2 separate regions of the Callithrix jacchus genome follow, and region 1 is linked to region 2. A link is a contact called in public Hi-C data. All regions are on one chromosome and are shown on one strand. The core of a region is the stretch at or near the end of the contact, and the rest is flanking DNA. Distances in the headings are between cores, read along the strand shown. Region 1 overlaps LOC128928485 (a long non-coding RNA gene). Region 2 overlaps LOC128928485 (a long non-coding RNA gene).

The links. A called contact is a pair of places that touch in the nucleus more often than the background predicts.
Region 1: a contact with region 2 is called in a Hi-C map of skeletal muscle, with 4 times the contacts expected there. The contact joins two enhancer-like sites. A contact is called at or near these places in 2 of 3 Hi-C or Micro-C datasets (induced pluripotent stem cells and skeletal muscle).

Annotation. Positions count from the first base shown.
Region 1 is chr11:116,352,665-116,357,342 of calJac240_pri, reverse strand. All of the region lies in intron 6 of LOC128928485 (a long non-coding RNA gene), which reads right to left. All of the region lies in intron 7 of LOC144578448 (a long non-coding RNA gene), which reads left to right. Among named protein-coding and RNA genes, the nearest start is that of KLF14, 160 kb to the left of the region's middle. Within about 2 kb of position 2,387, at least 8 of the 16 cell types and tissues checked have an H3K27ac peak or open chromatin away from gene starts, as enhancers often do.
Region 2 is chr11:116,206,131-116,210,780 of calJac240_pri, reverse strand. All of the region lies in intron 3 of LOC128928485 (a long non-coding RNA gene), which reads right to left. Among named protein-coding and RNA genes, the nearest start is that of MKLN1, 69 kb to the right of the region's middle. Within about 2 kb of position 1,735, at least 2 of the 16 cell types and tissues checked have an H3K27ac peak or open chromatin away from gene starts, as enhancers often do.

The DNA.
Region 1 (4,678 bases), core at 1,138-3,637, 150 kb before region 2:
TCAAGTCTCTTCTTTTGGCATATAGATAGAATTGCTAATTCTTATTTCTGTCCCAGAGCTAGTATATTCACGACACACTGGCAAAGAATGTTTTAAAGAAGCCATCTATGGCAAATAACTGATCTGTTTTATTTTGTAAAAGCGAAGTTCTCCTTTCTAACCCAAGTCATTTTCTAAATGATCTCAAAGAGCAAGCTGTCTCTTCTAGCGAGAGGCCGAAGCCACACTGGAACCTCTTTCTGAGGTCTGGACAGAAGCTCGGTGGTGCACAGGAGGGAGGGCTAGGCCCAGAACCCAGAGAGAGAGGCTCAGGCTGTCCTCTCTCTCCAGTCCTGTGACCTCTGGCCGACCAAAGCCTCCCTGGTTCCGTCCCTTCATGTCTGAAATAAGCAAGCTATATTTAATAGTTTTCCTTTTGCTCTAAAATAAGACGATTCTAAAATATGACATTAAGTGTGAGGCTGGTTTCTGCTTTGGACCTCACCTAAGGGGTTTTAGTCATAAGCCCATGTGTGGAAATTGGCCCTGCTAGAAAAGAAACATTCTGAATCATTCAAAACCATTAAGAATGTTGGCTCTGACTTCAGAAAGGCAGGATAAACAGACCCGTGCCCAGCGGGAACTCACTTACTGGATGTCTCTCTCTGTCTTTTTAACTCATCGGTGCCTGAGTGCTTCCCAAGTTCCTTCTCACGGCTCCAGTGTTTAACACTGTCACTTTTATACTATGAATGCCACTTTCATAAAGGTGGGGGGTATTTAATTTGGTGCTAAGTGCTCATTAATCTTTTTAGTGTGGTCACCAGAACTGGCTTTTTTCAGCCTCTATCCAAAAGCAGGTTAATTCTCCTGCCCCACACAGGTTATAAAGAATAAAACTCCCTCGACCAACCTTTAATGTCCTTTTCCCCTAAACAATACTCCAGAATTCAATGAATCTAGAGAGTCTTTGGACTGGAATGGGTTCCAAATCAATTGACCTCTAAGCTCCAAACGCATTTTGATTCTGCTTTCTATTGATCTGAAATCATAAAGGATACAGGAATTAGGATATGGCTCTGGTTTCTAGAATTTACCTGAAAAACTAGGATGCCCTTTGACCATCCATATTTTAATGTGGCTACTTTTTTATACATATAGTACTCATGCAAAATAAACAGAAAAATAAAACAGTAAACCCCAACTTCAGGTCACAGTTTACAGCACATCTGGCAACTACGTGGTCGAGTTCAGTGGACCTGCCGGAGTCCTGTGTCCGCCCCAGACAGAGGCACACACAGAGCTCAAGAAAAGCTGCCCAAGAAAATGGCAGAGCCCTTTTCTTCCCCTAAGGGCCCTTTCATTGGTATAGTTAGCTGGGCACATAATGGGTAAAGTCAAACACTGCAACTTTTTTTTTAAAGTTAAAAAATTCCAGCTGGTGTGGTGGCTAACGCCTGTAATACCAACACTTTGAGAAGCCAAGGTAGATGGATTGTCTGAGGTCAGGAGTTCGAGACCAGCCTGGCCAACATGGCAGAACCCTATCTCTACTAAAAATACAAAAAGTAGCTGGGCGTGGTGGTGGGAGAATCGTTTGAACCTGGGAGAGAGACTCCGGTGAGAGAATCGTTTGAACCTAGGAGGCTGAGATTACGCCACTGCACTCTAGCCTGGGTGACAGTGTGAGACTGTCTCCAGGGGAAAAAAAAAAGTTAAAAATTCCATATTCAGAAAGCAAGAGACATGATGCTGTTTTCTCCGGTTATGAAAGCTCCCAGTGGTGACAGCATCGTTAGCCACGTGTAACATTTGCATCCAGGCAACGGACTGATCAACTGTCACCAGACTTCTCCACGGCCTTATTAGAACTGAGTAAGCTGGTAGTATTTCCCAAGAGTTATTATTCAGCTGTGAAAATGTAGAGAGCTTTTTGTGTTTTTGGAAAATCCTCATCAGCCAAAATGACTGGGTGGTCAGCCTTAGCCATCTTTTGCTACTTAGATAAAGGCTTCTTTTCCTAGGCAAGGAGAGAGATGATGGTTAACTTGCTTTCTAGACTGAGATCATCGCTATTCACTAGTGTAATGAAGAAGCCAGACTTTAAAAAAAAAAAAGTCCTTTCAAAAGCAACACATTTTTCTCTTCTCTGGAAATGAACAGAATGTGTCCTAATTTTTTAGACATCCATCAGTGCGCATAAAAAAATTTTTTAAAAATCTGAACTTCACTTGTTCATTGCCTATAATATCGATCAATGGCTTAGCTCTCTCTGTGTCATATTATTTCTCATTGCTCTTAATTCATAAGGTCAAGCAGCATCTTAAAACATCATTGAAAAGTCTCCTTCCTTTCCATGTCTCAAGGTATCTGTAAACGGATCATTTTGGTATGCTGAAATCAAATGACTGACCAGGGCCCATGGCTATAATCATAGGTAAAACATTTTTCTGTTTTGCCAAAAATCCGAGTTTCCTTTGCTCTCTCTCTGTCACACTGAAAGAGCCCTCCCAGACCCAGGGACCAGGTGGAGAGGCTACTCACACCCGCCCCGTGCTGGTCTGCCTGGGATGGCCTCACCTGGGCACGGTTCCCAGGGCGGTGACTCAGCTCTGGAGGATCACCTGCTGCGTGGGGGTTGCTGCCTAGCAGGTCATGCTAGTCACGAGGGCAGAGAGACCCAAAGGATCAGAGAACAGCTCCCAGCAGGTCAAGGGCAGTGCCAGAAGGAAAGCCTTTGTTTACAGAAGGAAAGATCCAGCGCCTTGAGGTGAGGCATTCAAGAGTGGAGGGGCTTTGTACCTGTGTCCTAAGCCTCTCGGTTCACCATTAAGCCGCAAAGCCACAGGAAGAAAATCACTGGGAATACCATCACAGCAAATGAAGGCACGGCCACAGGGCGCCTCCCACACTCAAAGGGAAAAGACAGCCCTGGATTGTCTTTCTAAAACACCACTTTGATGAAGTCGCCATGGTTTTCTAAAGTAATAAAGGCAGCCGCTACCTACAAGATAACGGAGTGCATTTGAAACCTTTCCACCACCTAAGTCCAACCCACCTTCAGAGCGTTTGCTCCGCTTCCTTAGATAAAGCCTATGCTCAGGCTAAGATGATCTGCCTCTGCTGCCGACTCTGCAGGCTTTCTCCTCCCACTGGCTGGTGCAGAGAATGGTGGGGCCATTAGGAGCCACAGGCACTGAGCTATTCCACTTGGAATTCTTTTTATTGTTTGATCTATTTCATATGTACAAAGCTCTGACCTTCCAGTTCTAAGAATTCCTACTTGTTCTGTGAAACCTCCCTGGACCGATTCTGACACGTCTCTTCTGAACTCACAGAGCCCGTGCCTTAACAACTTAGTCAACTGACTTCGCTGTCCTTCTAATGGGTTAAGTTTCAGTCCGTGACCGACACTGACAAGATGTGTACCTCATCAGGCGTGGGAAGGAAAAGGACACGGCCACTGTGGCAGAGGTCCACAGTCTCACAGAGCAGAGAAACATGTGCCCAGTGCCTTCCAGTATATGTCACAAGCGCGTATCCGACAAGGGATAGTGGAGACTCAGCAAGCGGCGAGTTCCACCTGCAGCGCCAGAGGAGTCTTCACTGGGGAGCTCCAGGCTGAATTTTAAAGGAAAAGCTGAATTTTCAAGGAAGAACAGGTTAAACACCAAAGGGAAATGGGGAGGAGTGAATGCTTCGAGGAACATATATACTGAACAACACACTGCATTCCCTCCAGTAGCTCTGCAGCTTGGGGTTCCAGGGTTGGGGGGGTGGTCCCACCAGGTGGGGAGGAGAAGCAGGCCTCATCACGAAGGGTTTTGCAGGACAGGCCGAGTACTTTTGATGCAGGAGGTGGGAGTCAGGCCCCGTGGAAGGGGCTGTTGGTGGGACTGCTCTGGAACTGGGAGTCCGACGGGGCAGGGATGCTTTCACAGACGTTATCTGGGAGTCCGACGGGGCAGGGATGCTTTCACAGACGTTATCTGGGAGTCCGACGGGGCAGGGATGCTTTCACAGACGTTATCTGGGAGTCCGACGGGGCAGGGATGCTTTCACAGACGTTATCTGGGAGTCCGACGGGGCAGGGATGCTTTCACAGACGTTATCTGGGAGTCCGACGGGGCAGGGATGCTTTCACAGACGTTATCTGGGAGTCCGACGGGGCAGGGATGCTTTCACAGACGTTATCTGGGAGTCCGACGGGGCAGGGATGCTTTCACAGACATTATCTGGGAGTCCGACGGGGCAGGGATGCTTTCACAGACATTATCTGGTTTAATCACCAACCCTTCTTGAGCCATGTATTTGGCGATTAATGGTGCACGGTAACATGTTCCTTTCTGCTGCCTTGTTCCTTAGCGTCTCGGGCATTTTTGTCTTCTCCCCAGCTGGGCTATCAGTTCCTTGTGGGCACAGAACAATTCCTTCTTTCATGGCTCCCACAGTGACCAGCACACATGCCTTCAACTCAGAGCAGTTTAATCAAACTCCTTTTAACTGAAACTTTAGGATGTGCTCTTGCCACACTCTCAAGTAAGTAATTAAATTCATCAGCAAATACTAAGTCCTAAAATAATGACGGCACTTAGGAAACAGAGTGGCAGAAAACTAGGGGGATGGGGTCATCCAGTAGAGGCCCTGGAGTGCCCGGCTGCTAGGACATTTGGAACGCTTCGGAGCAGAGTTTTGATAA
Region 2 (4,650 bases), core at 486-2,985:
CTGGTGAATGTGAAGCTACCAGGGCCTGGCCCCTCACCCTAAGTTGGTACCATCCTCAAGGGCTACCCTACCTTCAACATTTCCTTTGGGATAAGCTGAGGCCCATCTTGTGATCGCACTGCAGCCCAATTTCTCCCTCTGCCCAATTGTGCTTCCTCCTATTCCACAAGTGTTAATCCTAAAATTTCCTTAACAAACTTCCTACGTGTTTTTTCTTTTGAGAGACTGAGTCTTGCTTTGTCACCCAGGCTGGAATGTGCAGTGGGGCTCGATCTCAGCTTACTGCGTCCTCCACCTCCCAGGTTCAAGTGATTCTCCTGCCTCAGCCTCCTGAGTTGCTGGGATTACAGGTGTGCACAACCACACCTGGCTACTTTTTTGTATTTTAGTAGAGATGGGGTTTCACCATGTTGGGCAGGCTGGACTCCTGACCTCAAGTGATTCACCCGCTTCGGCCTCCTCAAAGTGCTGGGATTACAGGCGTGAGCCACCAGTTGTACCCTGTCTAAATCTTCTCAGAGTCTGCTTCCCTTGGAACTTGACTTGCAATAGATACAATGTATATCCTGTTTCAAAACATGCACAAAAACATAATTTATGTTATGAAACAGTATTATTTATGTTTGGCGTTCCTGTGTATTGCACCAGAATGAGGAACACCAAATTCAACAGAGAAGATACTTCTGGAAGGTAAAAAGGAGGACAGGCTTGTGGAAGCACACATAACGTTTTAATAACTACACAGCATTTCCATTCTTATGCTGGATACTGTATACATATATACTGGTTAGAGTATTCCTTATGCTTTCTTTGTATATCTGAAATAATTCTCTGATTTTTTAAAGTAACCTAAAAGGAACAGCTTGCCCCTGTATCAACCATTCTTTGCTTTTCTCCTGCTGCAATGAACAAATGGATGACATTCATGTGGCCAACAGAGAATGGGTGTTCCCACATTTTGAAATGAACAAATTTCCTGTTGGAAACAAAAAAATACATAAAGGGCCACAGAGATCTTTTTGCTTGCTTTCTTGTAATGTGGCAATCTTCAGAAGTATTTACAAGTCTGTAATTCTATACTGTGTCCTAGCAATGATCACTTTAAACAGGCTGCTGCACAGATAAGATAAAATTATGCATAATTTCGATAGTAATTCCACTTCCCTTTCTTCTGCTCAAGAAATTATCAAATTTCAAGTGACTGAGCGTGAAATTACAGTGATAACTCCGACATTGTCAAGTTTCACACATCCTGGTGCCATGATCTGAGCCAGGGCAATCTGACTCTGAATTTAATTTCCAGGAACAAACCCAGGGGAAACTTCTAAACAGTAGGATAGAGAGTAAAAGGAAATGCCTAGGATTGTTCCTTCTAAATCCACAACGTTTCCCAATAGAAAAAGTATTATGGTGTAATTACAGTTCCATAAAACAATGTGCTCTATGTATAATACAAATACCAGCAAAATAAAGAGACTACCTGAAAATTGTAAATCAAAGGACATAGTCGCATCACTGAGATACAACTGGATTTTTCCTGAAATTTGTTAGAAAATCCCACCATTGCCAATTTCACTGTTGGTTGAGCTCTGGTTTTGGTTTCAAATTTTAAAATTTCACTGTCTAACAAAATGAGTTCCATGTCCCTAGGGTTGGGCCAGGGAAACAATGTTTTTCTCTGTTCCCACCCCGTGTGAGCTATGTAGGACAGTAACACATCGCATGAAAGGATCCAGAAGCTCAAAGTCAGAGGGAAAAAAAAGTATGTGGGAGGGGAGCAGGATGAAAAGATTAAAATATTTTCTAACTCACTCATTTGAGGCAAACAGGTTTTGCACATATCCAAGGCACTGAGCACAATCCAATTTCAACTGATATTAATTATTCAGGACTACTATGACTAAGAAACTAAATTTTAAGTTCTTTATTTGTTGGATATAAAATATTTATAATACAAAGGAGGAGGAAAATAAAACAAATAAATCAACACGGTTAGACACTGACAATAAAGGACTGTTGACTGGGAATGAAATACGTTAACACTCTGTCAACAAGGCTTTTCATACCTTAAAGGAATTTTATACGTATTCCCTTCCTGTTAACCATTATATGTTTCGAGCTCCTCTTTCTCCTGACACTGGCAAAAAATCTTTTTCTTTAACATTTTCCCAGTAATCCATTTATTCCTAAATTTTCAGCGACATTTTAGAAAGAAATCCAAACTGCAGTTCAGGTTAACCTCGATACAGGCACTCCCTCTTGTGGTATAAAAGGGAACTGCCTGTTTACTCCACTCAAGCCCAGGAAGTCCTTTGAGTTTTAATGCACTGGAGCAGGTTCTTTATCGTCTATTTTATAGACCAGGAAACAGCACAACTGAAGTCAAGCAACTTACTTCCTCAAGGCATCACAACCAGAGAACTGTGATTCGGCTCAGATGTCTGATATTCCAAGGCCATGAGCTTTGCACCACACCTCATGACCTACAGCATCTATTCACCAAGTTCTTTTCATTACCAAATTTCCAAGAATACATGGAAAGCAGGTAGCGACCACCACATATTACTAAAAGATGCATTTCATGCAATAAGAAGAATCTAATTTTAAACTTCTACTGTTTTGATGTAGTTTCAAAGCAGCTGCTTAGGTGGTATTTTCAGTTTAATATATTCTCGATCATTAATGAAACAGCAATGATTCTCCTAAGGAGAATCATTTTCTACATTTATTTTTCGATATTATCAAAAAGTATGTAAATAGAATTTTTTTTTTTTTTTTTTGAGACAGTCTTGCTCTGTTGCCCAGGCTGAAGTGCAATGGTGCAATCTCGGCTCATTACAACCTCTGCCTCTCAGGTTCAGGAGGTTCTCCCGCCTCAGCCTCTCAAGTAGCTGGGATTACAGGTGGGCATCACCATGCCCAGCTAATTTTTGTATTTTCAGTAGAGACAGGGTTTCACCACATTGGCCAGGCTGGTCTGGAACTCCTGACCTCAGGACATCTGCCCACCTTGGCCTCTCAAAGTGCTAAGATTACAAGCATGAGCCACTGCGCCCAGACATAAACAGAATTTTGTGTGCTATGGATCTACTTGTAACCAAAGCCCTTCTTTGAAGGACAAGACAAATATTTAGAATTTCCAAAATAACAAATTGTCATCCTTATTTATATGTTAATGTCAATGGATCTGAATAAAAGATTTTATGGTTTGTGTTAATGGCATGTCATAAAATTTCAAAATCTGCTGATTCCCAAACACCTGTTTTATTTATCTTCATCATGAATTTATATGATTAAAAGTACCTCCTTTACAGGGTGGTTTTAAAAGTTAAGTGAGCTAATACAAGTCAAGGACTGGTTAGTCATTCATAAAATTCACCCTCTTTATCTTCCTTGTACCAGAGAAATATAAAGATGTACTCCCGTAAGTGGTAAAAATACAGAGGGAAGAGAGCAAGTAGAAAAAATAATTATCAAAAGGAACTACTAAATTCTCCAATGTGACAGGATTTCACATGCAAGAATTTTTCCACTCTGTAAATGCCCTGAAGTGTCCCATGGGGATTCCACCTGTAAAAGTGAGACAGATGACCAGGTGCAGTGACTCACCCCTGTAATCCCAGCACTTTGGGAGCCCAAGGTGGACGGATCACAAGGTCACGGCATCGAGACCATCCTGACCAACATGGTGAAACCCCATGTCTAATAAAAATACAAAAATTCGCTGGACGTGGTGGTGTGCAACTATAGTTTCAGCTATTTGGGAGGCTGAGGCAGGAGAATCGCTTGAACCTGGGAGGCGGAGGTTGCAGTGAGCTGAGATCACACCACTGCACTCCAGCCTGATGACAAAGTGAGACTCCATCTCAAAAAAAAAAAAGGTGAGATAGACTACCCATGCTGCTGCCCAACCACAGTTGGCCAAGAACCTTGCTAGCTGCCCCTTTCTGCCTGATAAGCCATGTGTGTCCTCCCGCAAGAACTAGGCCATGGGACAAAGGGATCAGCTTTAAAGTTCAATCAAATGCAGGCTGCATTCCCCTGGTCAGACCTCCAAAGTGAATTTCTCATTTCCCAAACCAATAAGCAAAACAACCAGATATGATCTCTGAGTATTTTGTATTCCCCATCTCAGTGAACTCCCCATCACTTGCTGAGAAGGCCAAGGCAGAAGCTGAACTAATCCTTGACTCCTTTTTCTCCTATATTCTCCCCATCCTGCCAGTCAAAAGGGAGTATCACTCCCAGTCACTGAATCTCTTGACTCTATCCTCTCTTCTTTAGCCCCAATACTACAGCTTTAGATAAAGTCCTTACCAACATCTTGCAACCAGGTTAACAGCCAAATCCTATTCATCCCTCTGAACCCGGCTCTTCCATGCCCTCCTGCAAGGCCTTCCCCAGCCCCTCTCTGTGGATACCCTTCCTCCCTTTTGAAGCAGGCTGGATACCAGCCCTGCCCCACCATCATGTCTCTTTTATCCTTGTGGGTGGGTATGTCTTTATCTTCAGGGTGCCTGGCACATATGAGTGTTCCACAAATCTTTGTTGAATAAGGGATTTGCTTTTGACGGAAGGAAAAGGAGAAAAAGTACAATTTGGTTCACTAGCTGGTACTTTATTTGGAAAAAATGGCTTCATGAATTTCAG